Linked DNA regions of Mus musculus: regions 2 and 3 are each linked to region 1. A link is a contact called in public Micro-C and promoter capture Hi-C data. All regions are on one chromosome and are shown on one strand. Each heading gives the region's core, a stretch centred on a gene start, on an enhancer-like site or on the middle of the called end of the contact. The rest is flanking DNA. Distances are from core to core; before and after follow the strand shown.

Region 1 (3,343 bases), core at 595-3,094:
CTTAAGATAGAGCACCCCTGCTGATGTGCATCTTAATGGAAATTAGAAACTGTATTCACACCCCCCCCCCCGTGGAGCCTCTAGATTAGAATAACGACACTTCAGAACTCTGTTGGGTGAGCGCTGCTCCCATCCCAGAGTCACCTCCAGGAGATCAAAATCCGCACCCAGCTTCCTTGCTGAGAGCTTTGTACCAAGAAAGTCACCCCTAACTTTTAGTAGAAACTAATTCAGCAGTCATTCAGTGAGTGGTTCTTTTCCCCAGCTGTTCAGTAAACTAGACTCTTCCCTAACTGGCTTACAGATGAATGGTAAAGATATGAATGGTAAATATTTCTGTTTATCTAGAGAGGCTGGGGGCTGGAAGTGGGGGCGGGAAGAGTTCAGGGGCTCCAACACCCCCTCAAGGGATGCATGTTAAAAGTGAGGCCCAAGACCCCCAGAGACTTTAATCAACTTTCCCCCTCTAACTTCCAAAGAATGAATTGGTTGTCTCCACAGGCGCAGCGGGCTCTTCCCTCTCATTGTGTGCAGGCTCAGACCCAGCGAGGATCCAAGCTTCCCGCAGGGAACTAAGACGCTCCGGCTGCCGGTGGAGGCTTTCTCTAACTGTAGCGATTGTCTCTGGAGATGACCAAAATCAAGTATGCATTAGATGACCTCTATTTCTTCCACCTCGACACACACACACACACACACACACACACACACACACACACTTGCACACGTGCACCCCGGAGTCCAGAGTATTTTGGAGCAGCAGGCCGCCTCTAACTGCACAAAGTGGCAGCGGAAGAGCAAAGGTTTTGGTCTGCAGGATGACCCTCTAGAGGGCAGGAGGCTCCGAACACCAAACAGAGAAGACGCAAGGACAAGGGAGTCCTGGGAGTACAGGGCTTTTGTTTGTATGGGTTCGCGGACCGCCTGGGCTCTGTCGGAGGCGCCACTGAAAATACAAACTCTTTCTGGGATAGAGAAGTAGATAAACTGGACCCCAGTTGGGGTGCGGTAGGAATCCAGAAAGAGATAGGCAAAGGATCAGCATCTCCCCCAACATACATACACACACACACACATACACACACACCACCTCCAAAGTTCTTCTACACTTCCTGTCAGCACTGACAACCACAGCTGGATGCCTACGACCAGTCCTCCAGAGCCCAGCCCGCAGCCGAGCTTCAGAGAGAGTCCTGGATGGCCTCCCTCGGGCGGCCCGTGCAGGCGGCGGTCGAATGACCAGCTCCGGGACCGGCGAGGCGCTCACCGGGCACTCAGCTCTGGGGGGGGGCGGACGGTGGAACCCGGGCGCGGGCGCTGCTTACCTTGGGCATCAGCCCCGCGTGCGGCCAGCAGCAGCGCGGCCAGCAGCGCCAGCGGTGGCGGGCGCGTCCCGCGGCGGCGCGGCCGGTGCATTCCTCCTCTCGTGGCGGTGCTGGCGGCTCCCTGGCGGCGCGCAGAACATCCACGGGTTCGCCCAGGGCTCCGGGTCACTTCGTCCTGCCGCAGGCACTCGCAGGACACCGGGGGGCCTTTGCAAAACTCTTTGTCCCTCTGACCTGCTCCCTCGTCTCCGCTCTGCCGCCCTGGACCTGGGAGCGCGGCTCCTCCCGGTCGGTACTCCGCAGCAGCCCTGACTCAGCCGGCTGTTCAGTCCTAGGCTCTCTGTGTCGCTCTTGCGAACCGTGTGTCTCCGGCTCCGACTGCAGAAGAGCGTGCCCAGTGCCTGGAGCTGCGGTCTCGGGGCTCACTAAGCCGAGGCTCCTCCAGCTCTCCACGATCTCTCTTCTCGCCCAACTTGTCACTTTCCACCAACTCCACAACCCAGCGCCCCAGCCCGGACCAATGGCAGAGGCGGGCCCAGGCCGGGGTCCCAGCGCCCTCTACTGCTACCTCCTGGACTCGCACCTTCCAAGGCATCTCGGAAAGCAGCTACCACACCTCCTGTTAACCCATCATCCCCCCTCCGCCCCCTCCCCCTCCCCCCCAACCCCACTCCCCACCCCCCACTCGCTGGGGACCAGCCATTGATGTTGATGGGACCTTTGAGACATTTTGACGGAGAAGGACTTTAGGGAGATGGGCTTCCAGTGTAAAGTGTGACTGGATAAGTTAGGAAGCCCAGATTTTAACTGTCTTTCTCTGCCACTGCCTTGGGTGAGGGAACATGTACAGATATTACACCGTGCCCCATTTAATTTCTTCTTTCCCAAAAGTTGCTTAAGGGGGAGCCCAAATACAAGTGACTCATGTGTCTTCTTGTTTTTAATCCTAGGACCACTACATCTACACCAAGCTCATCTGATCTGCTTCTTTTAGGACATTAAGAGAAGATTCATCTTCGTTCTTTATTGTCACTGTCCCCCCGGCCTCCTGAAAGTTGTTTCTCTGCCTTCTGAACATGAACAGAGTAATATTTCAGTTTGTCTTTTTAATATTTTTTATATCACATAAGTGTTCTGTTTCTTTACATACGGTGTATTTCTCTTGCTCTTGCTCAGCTAAGCAAGTCTATTACCTCCTATTTACATTACTTACAGTGTTTTTATTTTTTTCTCCTGGTTTGCCGTTTATTGGTTTTGTAATTCATAAATGCTCTTGGGAGTTCAGTACCAAGAACACCCTGGATCATATAAAGTGAGCACCCACTGTATGCCAGACTGACTTGGATTCCAAGGATGCAAGAGTAGCTAAGGACCCCTGTCAATATTGTTCCCCAGAACACAAAGATACTCAGAATCTGTCCATGGTCACCTGGCTTCCTACTAAGTACCTTCTGCTTGCCTGCTGCATTATAGACAGTGAGACATATTGCAGTTTTAAAAGTTGGTGTGCAGAGACAGGAGTCTAGCACAGCTATCCTCTGAGAGGCTCCACCCAGCAGCTGACTCAGACAGATACAGACACCCACAGCTAAACAGCAGATGGAGCTTGGGAGAATCTTATAGAATAGGAGAAAGGATTGCCACCCCTGAGGGGATAGGAACTCCACAAGTAGACCAACAGAGTCAGCTAACCTGGACCCCTGGGGCTCTCAAGAGACTGAACCACCAACCACAGAATATACACAGGCTGGACCTAGGCCTCCCCACACATATGTAACAGTTGTGCAGCTTGCTCTTCATGTGGGTCCTGAACAACTGGAGTTTGAGGTATCCCAAAAGCTGTTGCCTGTGCCTGGATATGTTCTAGCTAGGCTACCTTGTCTGGCTTCAGTGAGAGAGGATGCACTTAGCCTCAAAGGCACTTGATGTGCCAGGGTAGGGGTTACCCAAGAGGCCCTCACCAGCTCAGAGAAGGGAAGGGGTTGGGGAGGGATGATGGGAGGGTGTGACCAGGAAGG
Region 2 (3,524 bases), core at 37-2,536, 680 kb before region 1:
GTCCCCAGAAGGACTGGAGCGGGGGATCCGCCAGATCAGCCCCTCCCCTCCCCCAAAGCGGCAGGGCAGGGAGAGCGAGCCCCGGTTGCTGGGCCGCCCGGACCCCAACAGTCCTGCGGCCCAGGCGGACAATCTACCTTCGCTCCCTCGCCCACTCGTGCGCCTGGTCTCCAGGACGCTGGGAGGTTTCAAGAGGGTGGAGTGGGGGAGCCTTGGAGAATGCCCCGAGCCGGGCGGGACCGCTGCCTAGGGATGGGAACACAAAGAGGAAAGGGGAGTTTGCAGGAGTGACGAGTGAAAACAAATCTGCGAAGGAAGAGAGTGCAAACTGGGGAAGGAAGCGCGGATAGAGCAGAGAATCCCCAGCCAACAAGAAAGGAGCCGGGGCCGAGAAGAGGGGGAAAGTGGGTGCGGGGCAGAGGCTCTGCAGAAGAGGGCAGCGGCAAATGAGTACACGGGACAGAGAGCACTGGATGTGGTGAAGTCTGCAGGAACCGAGAGGTCCCACAGCCCGCTTGGGCACTCCGTGCAGCGGCCCAGGGCTCTGCGCAGCGGGAGAGCGCTGCAAGTGAGGCGGCGCGAAGGGGGTCGCTTACCTGCATGGTGACCACCCCCAGCTCCTCGGCAGCCAGCCTCCGCATCTGGCTCGCCAGCACTTGCGCCTCGTCCAGGATGGAGAAGTCGGCGTCGGCCACGGCGCCCAAGATCCAGCATGCCACAAGGCAGAGCAGCCAAAGGGGCGGCCGCGGGGCCCCAGGCCAGCCAGGGCAGCGAGGACAGCGGCGGACCACAGCGGCCGGCCTTACGGTCTCCTCTTCCTCCGGCTCGCGGGCCATGCCGCCTCCGGCCACTCCCGCCGACGGGATTCGGGCGCTGGCCGCGGGAGGCGCAGCCCGCCAAACTTTCCTCGTCTCCTGCGCTCTCGGCTCCACGGCGCGGCGGCTGTAGCTGGAAAACTTAGGGGGCGCCCGGCTGCAGCGCGGGCGCGCGGGCGGCCACCATCGCCCGGCGGCAGCGGCTCGAAGACCGCGGCGCCCGCAGGCCGGGCGGGCGGCTGAGAGCACCGGCGGAGCGGCGCCGCCTTCGCTTTCCCGAGTCCCGGCGCAGCCCGGAGACGGCGGCGGCGCCACCAGTGTAGGCGCGGCGAGGCGACCGGGGCGGTCTCCCGGCGAGGAGGGAGAGGGAGGTTTAAAAGACCGAAGTGAGAGAAGAGAAAGGAAAGAAAGCGGCGGGGAAAAGGGAGGTGTCTGGTGCCACCACGCTGCGCTCCGGCTCCGTACACTTCCCGGCTCCGCCGCTGCCGCTGCAGCGGTGATTTATGGAAAGAGGAGGGAGGCGGGGAAAGTCCCGCGCTCGCCCCTCCTCTCCCTCCTTGCACGGGGCGACGCCCTGGGACGCTGGGGGCCCGGGATACTGGGGGACCTCGCTTGCACAGGACCCTTCTGGCCTGAGAAGGGGATCATTTGAGACCTTCCCATAGCTGGCCACGCGACCGCCCCCACCCCCTGACTCGGCCCGTGCAGGAGATCTCGGGTCCCAAGTGTTACAGGTTCCACCCACCCACCACCCAAAGTCCCTTTTAAGTTCGAGAACTCGGGCTTTCTGCCTGACCCAGACCTAGGAAGGGAGCAACTGTCTTTAGAGCTTTAACTCCCTTTCCTCATTTTTTATTAGTAACAATAGCTCGCCCTCGTGGGCACAGCGGACTTGGTTTGTAACCAGCTATCATGTGGCCAGCACAATACTCTGAGGTCTACATTCAGTGTGTGTGACTCATTATCCTTTAATCCCAGGACGAGGCTAAGAGGTTGTATCTTGATCCTGAATTTTCAGGTAACAAACTCCGAGCCTTAGGGAGTTGCAACAAATAGCTGAAGGTCACCCAGGGATAAGCTACTGACCCAGAGTTTAAGCACAAGTATTACTTTCAGGCCTGTGCTCTGACCTTCCACTGGATGTTTCTCTCTCTCTCTCTCTCTCTCTCTCTCTCTCTCTCTCTCTCTCTCTCTCCTCCCTCCCTCCTTCCCTCCCTCCCTCCCTCCCTCCTGCCCTCTCTCTTTGTGTTTGTGTGTATAAATCCATCTGACTCCATTACAGGCAAAAATAACAAATAAAAAATAAAAACGAAAACAAAGCTGAAGTTGAGCTCATAGCATCCTCCTGCTTTCATAAGCATGGCAGGTATGGCTCCTGAGTACTGGATCAGGCTCTCTGAGAGCCACCATAGAGAAACAAGTGTGTGCTGCAGGGCGAGTGTCCCTGTATAAAGCATTCATTCACTTTCCTATAGACTATGAATGTGCTGCTTCAAGAGTCCTAGAAACTACAGCTATGGGTAGGCAAATGTGAGGGGAGGGGGTAACTGAGAATGCCCCCCACCATACTCTTATGTTTGAGTACTTGGTCCCCAATTTGGGGCTGTTTGGGAACAATTAGAAGGTGTGGTCATTTTGGAGGAGTGTGCCACTAGGGATGGTCTTTGAGGTTTAAAAAAAACATTCTGGAGAGATGGCTTAGCGGTTAAGACCACTGACTGTTCTTCCGAAGGTTCAGAGTTCAAATCCCAGCAACCACATGGTGGCTCACAACCATCCATAATGAGATCTGATGCCCTCTTCTGGGGTGTCTGAAGACAGCTACAGTGTACTTATGTGTAATAAATAAACAAATCTTTAAAAAAAAATTCTCAGTTAGCTCTCTCTGCCCCAGGACTGTGTCTGGACACGTGAACTCTCAGCTACTGCTCCAGAAACATGCCTGTCTTTCATCATGCCCCCCCCCCCACATCCCCTCTATGATAGCCATGGATTCTAACTCCCTGAAACCATGAGCCCCAAATAAAACATTTTATTTTATGAGTCGTCTTGGTCATGATGTCTTATCATGGCAATAGAAAAGTAACAAATACAACAGGTTATAGGGTTTGCCTACGTTAACTACCAGAGGCGGAGCAGGAAAACAAAACTAGTTATTCTTTGCTTTACTTGATAGTAACGCCTTCCAGTTTCTCTCTTTGATTTTTAAGAACTCAGTCATAGCCAGGCAGTGGTGGCACAAACCTTTGATCTCAGCACTTGGGAGGCAGAGACAGGCAGATTTCTGAGTGTGAGGCCAACCTGGTGGTCTACAGAGTGAGTTCCATGACAGCCAGGGCTATACAGAGAAACCCTGTCTCAAAAAGAAAAAAAAAAAATCTTAGTAATAAAAACTGAGCTTCTGAGCTGAAGAAAGAACTCAGTTAATAAGATGCCTACTAGGTGCAAGCATGAGAACATGAATTTTGATCCCAGCACCCAAGTAAATACTAGGCATGATGGTGTTTCTCTGTAACAAGGTGTAGGTGAAGGGACAGCAGAGATGTGTGGACCCAGCTTAGCCAACCTGAGCTCTGGACTCAGTGAGAAACCCTGTCACAAAAAAAAACCTTAAGTGGAGAGTGACTGAGGACAACACCCAAGGCCGACTTCTGTCCTCTGCCCTCTTCTACCATCTCCATCAAGCACAGGATACACACCTGTGCAGCT
Region 3 (3,343 bases), core at 649-3,148, 970 kb before region 1:
TTGTCTATCACAGAGTCCATAGTTCTTTAATTTGTTCTGTAGATGCCATCTGCTTCTCCCAAGCCCCCCTCTCCCTGAGCTCCACGGAGACCTTCCCCATTCAGGAGCAGGAAGGCTGTTTTTCCAGTGTAGAGGACCTTCAGGTGGCAACCCAAAACCACCACCTGACAGAGGGAAGTAGGCTCTGTGGCACCTCTTAAGTTGAATGGTGAGATGCCACCACCTAAATACCTTATGAGGTTGTAGGCTTATGTTTATTATATCTACAGAAAGTCTACCAATGGTAATGAGGTAGGCATTATCATATTCTATAAGTCACAGAGAACATGCAACTGTCACTAACCAGTCCTCTTGCAACTCTGTATGAACTCTGTATGAGGAATTTCATAACAGAATAGGGTGGGTTTATGAAATTCCTTCCGTGGTCCGACCTATCAAGGCAGATCTAGTTTACACCAAATACCTATACATGCAACGTACAAGCATCTTCAGGAAAACTGTAGGAAACCTAAAGAATGCTACATTGTTTCATGTTTTTGATAAAAAACAAAAACAAATGCATGTGCATACTTGTGCACAAGAAAAGGAAGAAAGACAACATGGTTATAGTTCAGTTGGTAGAGTGTTGCATGCATTCATGAAGTCTTGGGAGTAATAAACACACACTCTCTCATGCATGCAGGACTGTTGCGCCGAGCCTGTGGTACACACCTGAAATCCTAGCACATGGTAGGTGGAGAAAGGAGGATCAGAAATTCAAGGCCTGCCTGGGGATACTTGGCACGCTGTCTCAAAGAAAGAAAGGAGAGGAAAAGAGGGAAAAACAGAGAGAAAAAAATGGGGAGGGCTATGAATGAGAATGAATGAATATGAATCCCGAGAAAATCCTTCAAATTCTCTAGCGCTCCTACAATAAGATTTTAACTTTCGCAATCAGGGAAAAAAAAAAAAAGAAGTTAAGTCGACTCGGGCTTTCTAATCCAAGAAGCAACAGTTAATCTGGATTAAAGACTGCGAGCTGCTTAGCTTTAAACTCCGCGCAAGCACAGAAACAAATCCTGCCATACTTGGTTTGGCAGAAGGCTGCAAGACTGCCGGCGCAGTATCAGCCTCTGCTCTCTGCGGCCTTAACAAGCGGAGCAAAGTTGTTTCATACAAACTTGGTCAAGTGCTTCTGCAGAAGAACTCGCCCAGCTTTCCCGTGACCCCGCCCCCGTGGCAATCCAAGTCCCCAACACCCTACGCGGGACCCCTTCCCTTCTCGAGGGGCTCCGGAAGCCAGCCCCCTAAATCTGAGCTCCTCAGCTCCCCACCACGCGCCTTCACCTTCAACACCGCCTTGGGCTGGAGGGAACACAAAGTACAGACCAGACGTGGCAGCATCCGCCCCAGAACCCCCTGACCTTGCACGAGCCGCTCCGCCTTGCCCAGCCTCAGTTTCCCAACACGCTGCTCTCGCTGGCTGCAGAAAGGCTTCGTCGAGGCAAAGGGCTCTGGGCTCGGTGCGCATACCTCCTTCTCTCCTAGGCGCCGGGACCATTACGGTCTCCTCCGGTTTTGCGGTGTCCCCAAACCCGCCCCGGTCACCCCGGCCCGGTGCCCATACCTGGGAGCTGCTGTCCTGGGGCAGGTTTTTCACTAGGATTTTCCGCCGGTTGCTCAGCTCCCGTCGCATCCGCTGCAGCCGTGCAGCCACCTCCTGGGGGTGCAGCGCAGCCACCTCCCCCGGGCGCAGCGCGGGCTCCGCGGCCTCCCCCGCCGTCCCAGCAGAGGGTCCGGATCCCGAGCCCGCGCCCCCCGCGCCGCCTCCCCGCGCCGCCATCTTCCCGGCGCCCCGCTGCAGACTCGGAGAGGCCGGAGCGAAGCGGGAGAGAAAGCGGAGAGGCCGCGCGGGGGCGAGGCGGGCCGGACGCGGAGCAAGGGCGCGCGGGCGGGGGAGGCGCCGCAGCCGCCGACGCGGGAGGGGCGGAGCCCGGAGACACGCCCTATCCAGCCACGCCCCCGACGCTCCGCCCCCTCCCCCTGCAGGACACCTGCGGAATCTAGGACGCGGTAACATGGTGGGACTCGAACCCCTACCAACACTACCCCTAGCTCGCCGCGCTCGGCCTCGCCTCTCAAATCCGAGGGCCTCAGGCGCCACTGCGCAGGCCAGAGAACTCCTGGCCTCAATTCTGACACATCAAGAAGTGCGCATTTGGCAAAGTTAAGTTTTCGATGAAAAATAACATATGAGATTTATCTAAAAATATTCTGGGGGAAGGTTTGGTATTATTTAGTAAGACCTGAGCATAACAAATTTTCCTGGTTGTGTATAAGAAATCATTATCTTTCATCGGTCCCTTTGCGGCCTAAGATGACAACCTGGCTAGTTGTATTTGCAACACAAATCAAAGCTGAAACAAAGACTAGGACAGCTTCGGCAGAAGGCAGGGGAATAAGTTCCTTGATTATTTGAATTGAAACTTGGAAGGAGACATACTGTGGAAAGATATACCTAGTTAAAGTGAGATCTACAAAATATAATAAATACCCTTCAACTCTCACCAGCTGTAATGACTATTAGCAAATAGGAACACACACCTTACTTAAGTGTGCCCCATGAAAATGCACAAAAAAAAAAAAAAAAAAAAAAAAGCCTGTTTAACCCAGCAAGTGATCTGTTAAAGGAAAATGCTTTAAATATCATGAAAGGGCTGGAGAGATGGCGTATCGCTTTAGGGCACTTGCTGCTCTTGCAGAGGACCACAGTACTAATTCGAGTACCCAAGTCAGATGGCTCACAACTACCTGTAACTCTGCCTCCAGCGGATCCAATGCACTTTTCTGGCTTCCAGAGAAACACACACACACATCAAATGAATAAAATCATAAATTCAGTACTGAGCAGGTGCCACCCACATATTTCTAAGTATGTTACAGTGCTTCCCTTTAAAAAAAATCCAATTAGGCAAAGCTTATTTTCTTCCCATTACACATGAAGAAATGGAAGCTGGTGTGATTAGGCTCAATGTTCTAAATATTATAAAAATAAGTCATCTGTAATCACTCTACCCCAAAATTACGGTTAATAGTCCTCAGACTGTTCTAGAATACTTACATCATTAACATGAGTGAGGGCGGTGCCCCAGTATTTACAACCCTATTCCCTAGACACAGAGAGAAGATCCAATAGGCCTATTACAGTCTGTACCCACAGTGGAATATTGTTCAGCTATAAAAGGAAGGCGAAGGCTGCCAAAAGGTAGGTGAACCTCCAGATCATTAGGTGAAAGAAGATAGAGACGACAGTCACTCACTGTGTGATTCTTCTCATCAGGTAAATCCACAGAGCAAAACCAAG

What was found. Promoter capture Hi-C pulls out the DNA fragments that hold promoters and counts their contacts. A called contact is a pair of places that touch in the nucleus more often than the background predicts.
Region 2: a Micro-C map of embryonic stem cells shows a contact between it and region 1, with 4 times the contacts expected there. The contact joins the promoter of Cachd1 here to the promoter of Ror1 in region 1. A contact is called at or near these places in 2 of 484 Hi-C or Micro-C datasets (both in embryonic stem cells) and 3 of 115 datasets of contacts at active chromatin or transcription factors (craniofacial prominence and embryonic stem cells).
Region 3: a contact with region 1 is called in a promoter capture Hi-C map of liver, with 4 times the contacts expected there. The contact joins the promoter of Raver2 here to the promoter of Ror1 in region 1. A contact is called at or near these places in 6 of 39 promoter capture datasets (cranial neural crest, embryonic stem cells, hippocampal neurons and 2 more) and 1 of 484 Hi-C or Micro-C datasets (embryonic stem cells).

The regions. Positions count from the first base shown.
Region 1 is chr4:100,094,292-100,097,634 of GRCm38.p6, reverse strand. It overlaps Ror1 (receptor tyrosine kinase-like orphan receptor 1), which reads right to left and starts at 1,844. Exons shown (of 9, transcript NM_013845.5): 1 at 1,326-1,844. The coding sequence starts at 1,416. Gm35701 (a long non-coding RNA gene) reads left to right here and starts at 1,992. Exons shown (of 3, transcript XR_376465.2): 1 at 1,992-2,157; 2 at 2,276-2,410.
Region 2 is chr4:100,774,441-100,777,964 of GRCm38.p6, reverse strand. It overlaps Cachd1 (cache domain containing 1), which reads right to left and starts at 1,286. Exons shown (of 27, transcript NM_198037.1): 1 at 597-1,286. The coding sequence starts at 836.
Region 3 is chr4:101,067,593-101,070,935 of GRCm38.p6, reverse strand. Raver2 (ribonucleoprotein, PTB-binding 2) reads right to left here and starts at 1,898. Exons shown (of 12, transcript NM_183024.1): 1 at 1,607-1,898. The coding sequence starts at 1,822. It overlaps Gm35956 (a long non-coding RNA gene), which reads right to left and starts at 1,599. Exons shown (of 2, transcript XR_867959.2): 1 at 1-1,599.